3 separate regions of the Mus musculus genome follow, and all the other regions are linked to region 2. The links are chromatin contacts, called in public promoter capture Hi-C maps. All regions are on one chromosome and are shown on one strand. The core of a region is the stretch at or near the end of the contact, and the rest is flanking DNA. Distances in the headings are between cores, read along the strand shown. Region 1 holds the start of Glod5 (glyoxalase domain containing 5). Region 2 holds the start of Ccdc22 (coiled-coil domain containing 22). Region 3 holds the start of Pqbp1 (polyglutamine binding protein 1).

The links. Promoter capture Hi-C pulls out the DNA fragments that hold promoters and counts their contacts.
Region 1: a contact with region 2 is called in a promoter capture Hi-C map of pre-B cells, with 7 times the contacts expected there. The contact joins the promoter of Glod5 here to the promoter of Ccdc22 in region 2. A contact is called at or near these places in 2 of 39 promoter capture datasets (liver and pre-B cells).
Region 3: a contact with region 2 is called in a promoter capture Hi-C map of erythroid cells, with 22 times the contacts expected there. The contact joins the promoter of Pqbp1 here to the promoter of Ccdc22 in region 2. A contact is called at or near these places in 4 of 39 promoter capture datasets (the SN4741 cell line, erythroid cells, neural stem cells and 1 more) and 2 of 9 other capture datasets (adipose tissue and liver).

The regions. Positions count from the first base shown.
Region 1 is chrX:8,016,857-8,019,951 of GRCm38.p6, reverse strand. Glod5 (glyoxalase domain containing 5) reads left to right here and starts at 1,460. Exons shown (of 4, transcript NM_027227.2): 1 at 1,460-1,535. The coding sequence starts at 1,509. The region is part of intron 2 of Gm39488 (a long non-coding RNA gene); the gene reads right to left.
Region 2 is chrX:7,603,924-7,606,924 of GRCm38.p6, reverse strand. It overlaps Ccdc22 (coiled-coil domain containing 22), which reads left to right and starts at 1,505. Exons shown (of 17, transcript NM_138603.3): 1 at 1,505-1,681; 2 at 2,588-2,765. The coding sequence starts at 1,632.
Region 3 is chrX:7,897,521-7,900,313 of GRCm38.p6, reverse strand. It overlaps Pqbp1 (polyglutamine binding protein 1), which reads left to right and starts at 1,314. Exons shown (of 7, transcript NM_019478.4): 1 at 1,314-1,543; 2 at 1,678-1,763. The coding sequence starts at 1,697. It overlaps Timm17b (translocase of inner mitochondrial membrane 17b), which reads right to left and starts at 978. Exons shown (of 6, transcript NM_011591.5): 1 at 845-978. The coding sequence starts at 870.

The DNA of each region.
Region 1 (3,095 bases), core at 211-2,710, 410 kb before region 2:
GGAATTGCAGATCTGTGCTCCAGCCTGGCTCTACAAAACTTGCCCCCCCCCCGCCCCCCTGTGCTGGCAATTGAACCTGGAGCCAGGCAAACATGCTACTGCTAACGCTAAATGTCCCTAGCATTTTTTTTTTCCAGAGCTGAGGACCAAACCCAGGGCCTTGCACTTGCTAGGCAAGTGCTCTACAACTGAGCTAAATCCCCAACCCCTGCAATTTTTTAAAATTTTATTTTCAGAGATGATCTTAATGATTTGCCCAGGTTGTCTTGAATTTTTTTAAAACATTATTTTATGGGCAGACATATTTTGCTAGCATGTATGTCTTTGTACCACTTGGATGTACGCTGCCTGAGGAGGCCAGAAGAGGGAGTTGGATTCCTAGGGACTAGAGTTATAGCCCTCACCATGTTGGGGCTGAGGATTGAACTGTGGTCCTCTGGAAGCATAGCCAGAGCTCCTAAGCTTTAAGCCAGTACCCTGGCCTCAAATTTTTGCTCCTTTTGCTCCAGCCTTTTGAGTAGCTAGGATTATAGGCCTTGGAAATAATTTTTAAAGGAAAACCATATGTTTAATAACACCCAGGGCACCCAGGTATGTACCCAGAGGCAAAAATCTCAGACTCACCTAACCCTGGTCCTGATAGGTAACCCATAGATAGAAAGCTTGTGAAAGCGAAGCAAATAGTGGTGGGGTGGGGAGGGGACCAAGCGTGGATAGGAATTGTGAGGCTTCAAATACAGCGAGACCCCCTTTCAAAAAAAAAAAAATCTTAGCTCAGGACTAGAGAGATGGTTTAGCAGTTAAAAGCATCTGCTGCTCTTCTGGAGTACCTAGGTTTGATTCCCAATCTGCATGTGGTAGCTAGCGTACAACCAGTTGTCTGTAAGGCCAGTTCCAGGATATCCAATGCCATCTTCTATCCTCTGCAATCGGAAAGCATGAATGTAGTGCAGAGACATGAAAGCAGGCAAAACACCCATAGCCATTTAAAAGAATCCTCACTCAGCTGCAGACCCACAAGCAACTCTTTCAGACACTCCATCCTAGTCACACACTACAAGGTGGATCGGAGCTCTCTCATAGGGCACTGCTAGTCTCAACACTCTCGATGGGTGCTTTCCTGGTTTTCTGTGTTCTTATGGATGATTGCTTAGCAGGACGTGACACATCTGGCAGTTGACAGAGAAGGACCATTAGGGACCAATCTCAACAACTTATCAAGACCCTCAGCTCCTCAAAAGAGGAAGCACTTATATTTGTACTTTTATTCTCAAGGCTGGCAGTGTTTGGCTTGGTTTTGCACTGCTAGAAGTAGAACCCAGGGTTTCTTCAGCACTGTTGTACCACTAAGCTGTACCCCGAGTTTCAGTTAGTCTTCCTGCTTTTCACCTCCTGCCTCTGTCCACACCCAATGTCCTCAGCTAGCACCTCCCATTCCTGCCCCTTGATCTCCAGGCACAGAGCCAGCCTCAGCCCCAACCTACCTGCCTTCCAGTCTACCAGGAAAGATGTGTGATCCAACATCTGAAAGTCAGGTAAGTGTGGGGTCGTGGAGGCTTTGGGGCATGAGTATTGACCAGGCTGGGGGTACCCAACCTGGGTCTGCTGACTTGCTTTCCTTCTCAGGGACACCCTTGTGGCTTTAGCTTCCTTGGGCTTTTCTTAAAGATAACCAGAGGGCAGCAGAAGCCCTGCTTGGGCTTGTGGAGGGCTCGGGTTTAAGGGTTGGCCGCTCTCTCTGGGTGCTTCACTGGGGAGACAGTTCAGCTTCAGACACGTAGAGACACCCAAAGGTGGTTCCTGGAGAATGCCCATGAGGCACTCAGGACAGAGCTGTGTCAGAAGGGCCCCCGAGAAACAATGACCTTGAAGCTGGTCAAAAGACTCAGAGGCCCTGAAAGGCTGGAGGGAACCTTTAAGAGGACTCTGGAGCAGACCAAAGGAGGGAGGCCGTGCTGTCCAGGGCACTGACTACTCAGAGAAATGGATGAGCTTATTTTCTAGACCCTCAGCACTGGGGGTGCCCCAAAAGCAGTACTTCGGGGGAACCATGCAGATAGAAATGCAGATTGCAAAAGTAAAAATAAAAAATAAAAAATCCTAGCTGGGTGTGGTGGTGCACTCCTTTAATCCCAGCATTCAGGAGGCAGAGGCAGGCAGATTTCTGAGTTCGAGGCCAGCCTGGTGAGTTCCAGGACAGCCAGGGCTATACAGAGAAACGCTGTCTCGAAAAAAATAAAAAACAAATCAAATAAATAAATAATAATAAAATAAAATAGAAAATCCTGAAAGTCAGTGACCGGAACTGGGAAATGAACAGCTTTGCTTAAACCATTAAAATAAATAAGAGGGGAGAGATGAGCACAGAGATGGAAAGAGAAAGCAAATGTGCAATAAAAATCGGCTATGTTCAGGGCTGCTGCTTCAATCAGATTCAGAAAATACTAGTAATTTCTCTTTACACCATAGACACGAGGAGAAAAGCATAAAGTAGTTATATCAGGAACTAAACAGGGCGCTCATACAGATTCAACAAACATTTTCAACAGGACTATTTTTAATTCATGTGTATGTTAGTGCAGCTGCCTATAGTGGCCAGAAGAGGGCACCAAATCCCGTGGAGTCGGGGGTTACAAGCCTTTGTAAGCTGCCTAGCATGAGTACTAGGAATCAAATTCTGGTCCTTTGGGAAAGCTGTGAACACGGAGCCCCAAATAGGATTGGAAAACCTAAAACAAAATATACAGCTTTCTCTTCCAGGGGCCTGAATGCCCCTTAGTTACTTCTTTGGTTAGTTGGTTGGTTTAGGGTTTGGGAAACTGACTGTTTCCCAAGTAGATATCTGAATGGCTCGCATGCACAGACATTTTTCCTTTAAAACAATTAATTTTGTGCCAGGAGGTGGTGGCACAGGCCTTTAATTCCAGCACTAGGAAGGCAGAGGTAGGTGGATCTCTGAGTTTGAGGTCAGCCTGGTCTCCAAAGTCAGTGTGAACAGCCAGGACTGCACAGAGAAGTCCTGTCTCAAAAAAACCAGACAAACAAAACCCCCATTTTTTATGCTATGTGTATGAGTATCTTGCCTGCAATGAATA
Region 2 (3,001 bases), core at 256-2,755:
GAAAAAAAAAAGGTATAATTTTCCAATAGCATATAACACTTGAGGTACATAGGAAAAACCTAATATATATATATATTTATCTCTAGGAAAAAAGTCAGATAGTAAATATCAAAGGGACATAAAATGGAGAAATATGTAACATTTAGTGATGCTGTAAAGTTCCCCAAAGTGATCTTCTTGGCATTCTGCATTAGCTATACCAAACAAAATCTCAGCATAGTTTTCTTTGGAATTGACAGTCTTTGAGACAAATGACAAAAAATAAAAACAAAAACAAAAACAAAATACCAAAACACCACCACCAACAACAAAAAACCCCAAAACCAAAAAACAAAAAAGCCAAATCCATTTTGAAAAAGAACAAGACAACAAGATGGGAGGGCTTGCCATATATGATATCAAGACTCATTGTAAATCTACAGTAATTAAAAATAGAATACAGTCAGGGGCGGTGGTACAAGCCTTTAATCCTAGCACTTGGGAGAAAGAAATATTATTATTACAATTTTGAGGCCAGCCTGGGCTACATTGCAAGATTTTGTTGTCTGAAAACCAAACCAAAGCAAGACAGGATAGCACAACGAGAGGAGAAAGAGAGAGAGAGAGAGAGAGAGAGAGAGAGAGAGAGAGAGAGAGAGAGAGAGCTTAGTTCAGAAACTGAGTCAAGTATGTGATGTGTATGTGTGATTATGACAAATGTTAGCACTACTGGATAGTAGAGACAAAAGAGGCTGTTCAATAAGGAATGGTTTCATAAGGAGGTGATCTCCTTCTGTAGCCCAATCTACACTTGGGACAGGTGCTGAGATTACAGATGTTTACCACTACGCCTGGTCTAGTAATTCTTTGCTTTTTCCATCTATTTTGTGTGCATGATAGTGGTACTGCTGCACATGTGTAGATGTCAGAGGACATTTTGTAGGAGTCCATTCTCTTTTTATGTCTCTTGGGTCCCAGGGAGGATCGACCTCAGTTTGTTGTGGTTGGTGGTTAAGTAGGTTTACTCGAGCAATGACGTTTGTTTTATTTATTTAAAATCTATTTATGATCCTTTTGTGTGTGCTCACGAGCATAAATGTGTCACAGTGCACACGTGGAATTCAGACTCTTATCAAGTCATTTCCTGCCTTCCACCATGTGGATCTCAGGGAGAGAACTCAGGTTGTGAGGCTATCCTGAGTCACATCCCCAGTCGTAGCAATTATGTCTTAACCCTAGGAAGAAGGTATTATCCAAATTCTCACTTTACAGATGAGGCTAGCAAGACACGGGGGAACAGTCATTTTGTACACGTATAAACTTTTATAGCTTGGAAGATGAACGTGTCTTATAAATGAAAATTTTTCTCTGTCCTGTCTCTCAACTCCCCAGCCCATTTCCTTTTTTTTTCCCTTGGAGGAGACCATGGGACTACAAGTGAAAGAACTACAACTTCCAGGAGCCATTACGTAATTCACACCCCGCCTCCAGCGCCGCTGCCTGCGCAACGCTCACTCCTTAGAACTACATTTCCCAATGTTCCTCGCGCGGCACGTGACTCTCTGTCCTCGCCGCGCCGAGAGCAGCGCGGAGAGCTCCAATTTCTCTGATCTGGTCCTAGACCCAGCCCCGGAGTTAGAATTAACTCCACCATGGAGGAGGCTGACCGAATCCTCATCCATTCCTTGCGCCAGGCGGGCACGTAAGTACGCAACCCCCAGTCGCCTCCAATTGCTCACATCCGGGACTCCAAATCCTAGGACCCCCATTACCCGGGAACCTTAAAATGAAGACCTTGACACCCAAAGGCCCAAACTTACAGGATTCCGAAGCCTCTCCTCCTCCTCCCTGCTTACACTCTAACATCATGACTTTCCTAAATACTTTGATGTGGACATTGGGTAAAACCTCGAGGACTCAGACACCTTACAAACTGAGACCTGCATATGCTGGGATCCTGATATCTAGAGGTTCCAGGACACCCACACCAGGAAACTGATAACACAGGAGTCTGGCACCCAGAGTCTCCAGAATTCCTGAGACTGGCAACTTGATCTTCGAACAATAACTCCTGAAACTCCCAGGACTTATCAAAATACCAGGGCCCTACATTCTGACAGTAGCAGCACTTGGTAACACAGGAACACAAAGGATGCACTATTTGAGGGACCTAAAAGTCCTTGATGCCAAAATTTAGGATGCCCGATTTTTTATTTCTATTTATTGACCCTGACATTTGAGACTTCTGAAAACTCCAGCCTCTTCCTATGTAGCTTTCCCAAACCTCGTAGATCTAGGAGGCCTTGCCATGCAAAGAACAATGTCCTGGTGCCCAGAAATATGGAGACTGTGCCACTTGGACCATTTTCACTTTTGCAGATCCCAGAGGTTGGAAACTTTGAAGTGTAGGGGAGTTTGAGACTTTTCTGAATTCAGGTCACCCTCATTCACCGAGGTCTTAGGACTAAGTAAAGGTCATAGTCACCAGCACCCAGGATCTGTTGAAGCCTTGGTTGTTCCCTGCCCCGACCTGGATTCTAGAGCATTCCCTCTCTAGAAGTCTGTACTTTGTTTCCTAACTACTCAAGCCTGGTGCTTTCCTTTTTAGGGCAGTTCCTCCAGAAGTGCAGACTCTGCGAGCTTTCACCACTGAGCTGGTCGTAGAGGCTGTGGTCCGATGCCTTCGAGTGATTAATCCTGATGTGGGCTCTGGCCTCAGTCACTTGCTACCACCAGCCATGTCTGCCCGCTTCCGCCTGGCCATGAGTCTGGCCCAGGCCTGCATGGTGAGTGCCCTCCTCCCAGTGTGCACACTGTCTTCCTTCCTTTTTCACAAAGTCGCCAAGTTCTTTGACACTTGCCTTCTTCTCTGTCCCTTTGTATAGCTAAAGCTGCTGCCTCTGTAGCCAAACTGTGTGACTAGTTCAGACCCTACCTAGTTCAGTTCACGCTTTCTGTGTGACCCTAACTGTTCTATGCCTTCTCCTTATTTGTGAAATGGAGATGATATAATGAGCTTGTG
Region 3 (2,793 bases), core at 65-2,564, 290 kb before region 2:
TCTCAGAGAGTTCTACGTGAAACTAGATTTGAAGAACAGAGTCCCTCAAATCCTAGAACCAGGAGCCAAAAACAAAATGGTTTTTGTTACTATCAAAAATCAGTAAGAGTTGTCATGTGCCTGGCAGGGGTGGTTCACGCCTTTAATCCCAGAACTTGGGGGGCAGAGGCAGGAGGATTTCTTAGTTCAAGACTACAGAGTGAGTTCCAGGACAGCCAGGGCTACACCACAGAGTAACCGTGTCTGGGAGGGGGGGGGGGGAGTTGTCGTGTCAGGCTTCAATAGTGTTAACTAGCAAACGTTATTTAAGTAAAATATAAACAGGGTGACTGACACTCGGTTCGACACAAAAAGCACGTCCAGAGAAACCCTTGTGTCCTTTTAAAACCTAAATCGGACAAATCAAAAGACCGTGCGGAAAAGCCAGGTGCCATCTGGCTTAGCCCACAGTGAGTTCACACATGCCCTATCCTATGTCAAAAGCCAGCCTGAGAAAAGCGACACGAAGAAACCCTGTGGATATTGGCTCCACGCCTCTCCTCCCTCACCGCCGGAATGGATCTGCCCAGCGTTTCTCTTTTGGCTCACAAAGGGGGTCTAGGAGAAGAGCCAGGGCAACAGTGCGATAGTTTGTCCCACACCGCACATACTGGGACACTCCACGGTGGCGGTTTTTTGACGAAGTCCGAGTGGGAGGGGCCATGCCGGATGCGCAGAGGCAGTGAAGTTTCCGAGCCTCCCGGGTCAGGGACTTGACACTGCAGCCCCTGCCTTCCCCGCCCGCCTCCCGTTGTCCGCCTGAGCGTCGCGCGGACTGTCCCGAAGCCTGTGCCCATCGCCGTACCAAGGTTCGCGAGCGTACTCCTCCATGGCGCCAGAGTCCGGCCTGGCGCAGTCGGTGGCGCGGGCGAGACACTCCCCCCGTCCCCCTCCCGCTCCGAAACGCCCACAAGCTCTGAGGCGCTGTACGTAGACCAAGGGAACAATTGGTTCTTCTCTGCTTACGTAAGGCCAACGGCGCGCTCTTATTGGCTAGCCAGAAGGGCCACATCCGTTCCATGTAAGCGTCGGATGCGACCAGTTAATTGCACCTGGGGAGAGTCGAGGAGCCTGTTGTGCTTTAAACCAAGAGCCCTTCGGTGTTGGTAAGCACTGTGCCAATGAGGGAGAGGAGGGTAAGGAGATAGACTTTGACTAATCGCACAGTTGTACTGGTAAGGCTGGGGTGTAAGCTTTCTTTTAAAGCTGGAGATGGCGTTGGCATTGTATCTCCCCCATCCTAGCGCCTTGGTTCCGCCCACCGTGCGGACTTTGAGGAACGTTGGGTGATCCCATTTCTGGGTTGCGGGTGTGTGGCACTTGGTCCCTTGGGTGATGGGTGGAGCCTTGGTCTAGAGAGGAACTGGGTCTTTGGTCCATCCGGTCTCCAGTGCCTGGGTCCGGAGAGTTCTGCTGATCCTAATTCTGGCCATATTGCTACATATCTCTTTTATCTTTTAGCACGCATTTTTGTTCTCTTCCAGCTACTGTTGCAGTTACGTAGGTGTGTGTGTGTGTGTGTGTGTGTGTGTGTGTGTGTGTGTGTGTGTGTGTGTGTGAACACACGCGTGGTTACTGGCTATCCAGATTGAAATGTTAATCAGATCTGCCCTTCAGTACTGTCTTGTCTGTTTCTAGGTCTGGTCAGCTACCCACTATGCCGCTTCCTGTTGCGCTGCAGACCCGCTTGGCGAAGAGGGGCATCCTCAAACATCTGGAGCCGGGTGAGAAAACTAAAAGCAGATGCATCTATCATGTGCCAGTGTTAATAGACGTTCTGCTGTTTATTCTATTCTTTATTCCCCCTTTTCTCCGCCCCCTCCCGCCCCTGTCGAACCTAGGTGTTTGCTAAGTAAGTGCTCTGCCATCTTCTGCCGTCCTAGTGTGCATCTTCCCCCGCCCCCTTGTACTGCTGGGGTTAGACCAGAGCTCTTGGATGCGCTCTATTGAAGTATATCTCCTTGACTGGCACCTTGGTTTTGATACTTGGTATCTTGCATGGCCTGGCAGGCATCTCGTTGTCAATATAATTTTTTCTGATATTCATTACTTCTTCGTGGTTGGTGGGTGCTGTGTGAAGTGTAAGGCTGGAGGGATAGCTTTAATTTAAGTCATGAATCAAGTGGACACGGTGGCAGGTACAAATATCTCAGGTACTAAGGAGGCTGAGCTACAAACATGGCTTGAGTCCAGGAGGTCAAGGCCAGACATGGCAATTTGGCAAGACCCAGTCTTCAAAAAATAAAAAACAAATAGACATAAGTATGGTGGCATTCATCTGTAGTCCCCAGCATGGCTGGGGCAGGTAAAAGGGATCACAGGAGACAGCCTGGTTTACATACTGAATTCTAGGCCAGATATACATGTGTCTGTGTGTGTATGTACACATGTATATATGTGTATATATATGTGTGTGTATCAGAAAATAAGTAAAATAAACCCATGACTGCATGGTATTTAACTAATTAATGTTTGAGACATGGTCTCATTCTGTACTTCTGGCAGGCCTGGGACCCATTCTGTATATCAGGCTGGCTTTGCATTCATCAAGATCTGCCTGTCTCCGCTTTCCTAATGCTAGGATTAAGGGTCCAAAAAGGCATCTGATCTATCCTGCAGTCTCCTATGTGCCAAATACAGTGACAGGATGCTGATGCTCTATGTTTACCTCAGCAGAGGTACTTGGGTGATGGGCACCATAACCATTAACATTTATTTAAGGCTGCCTAAGTGCCTGGCACGTATGATATGCTA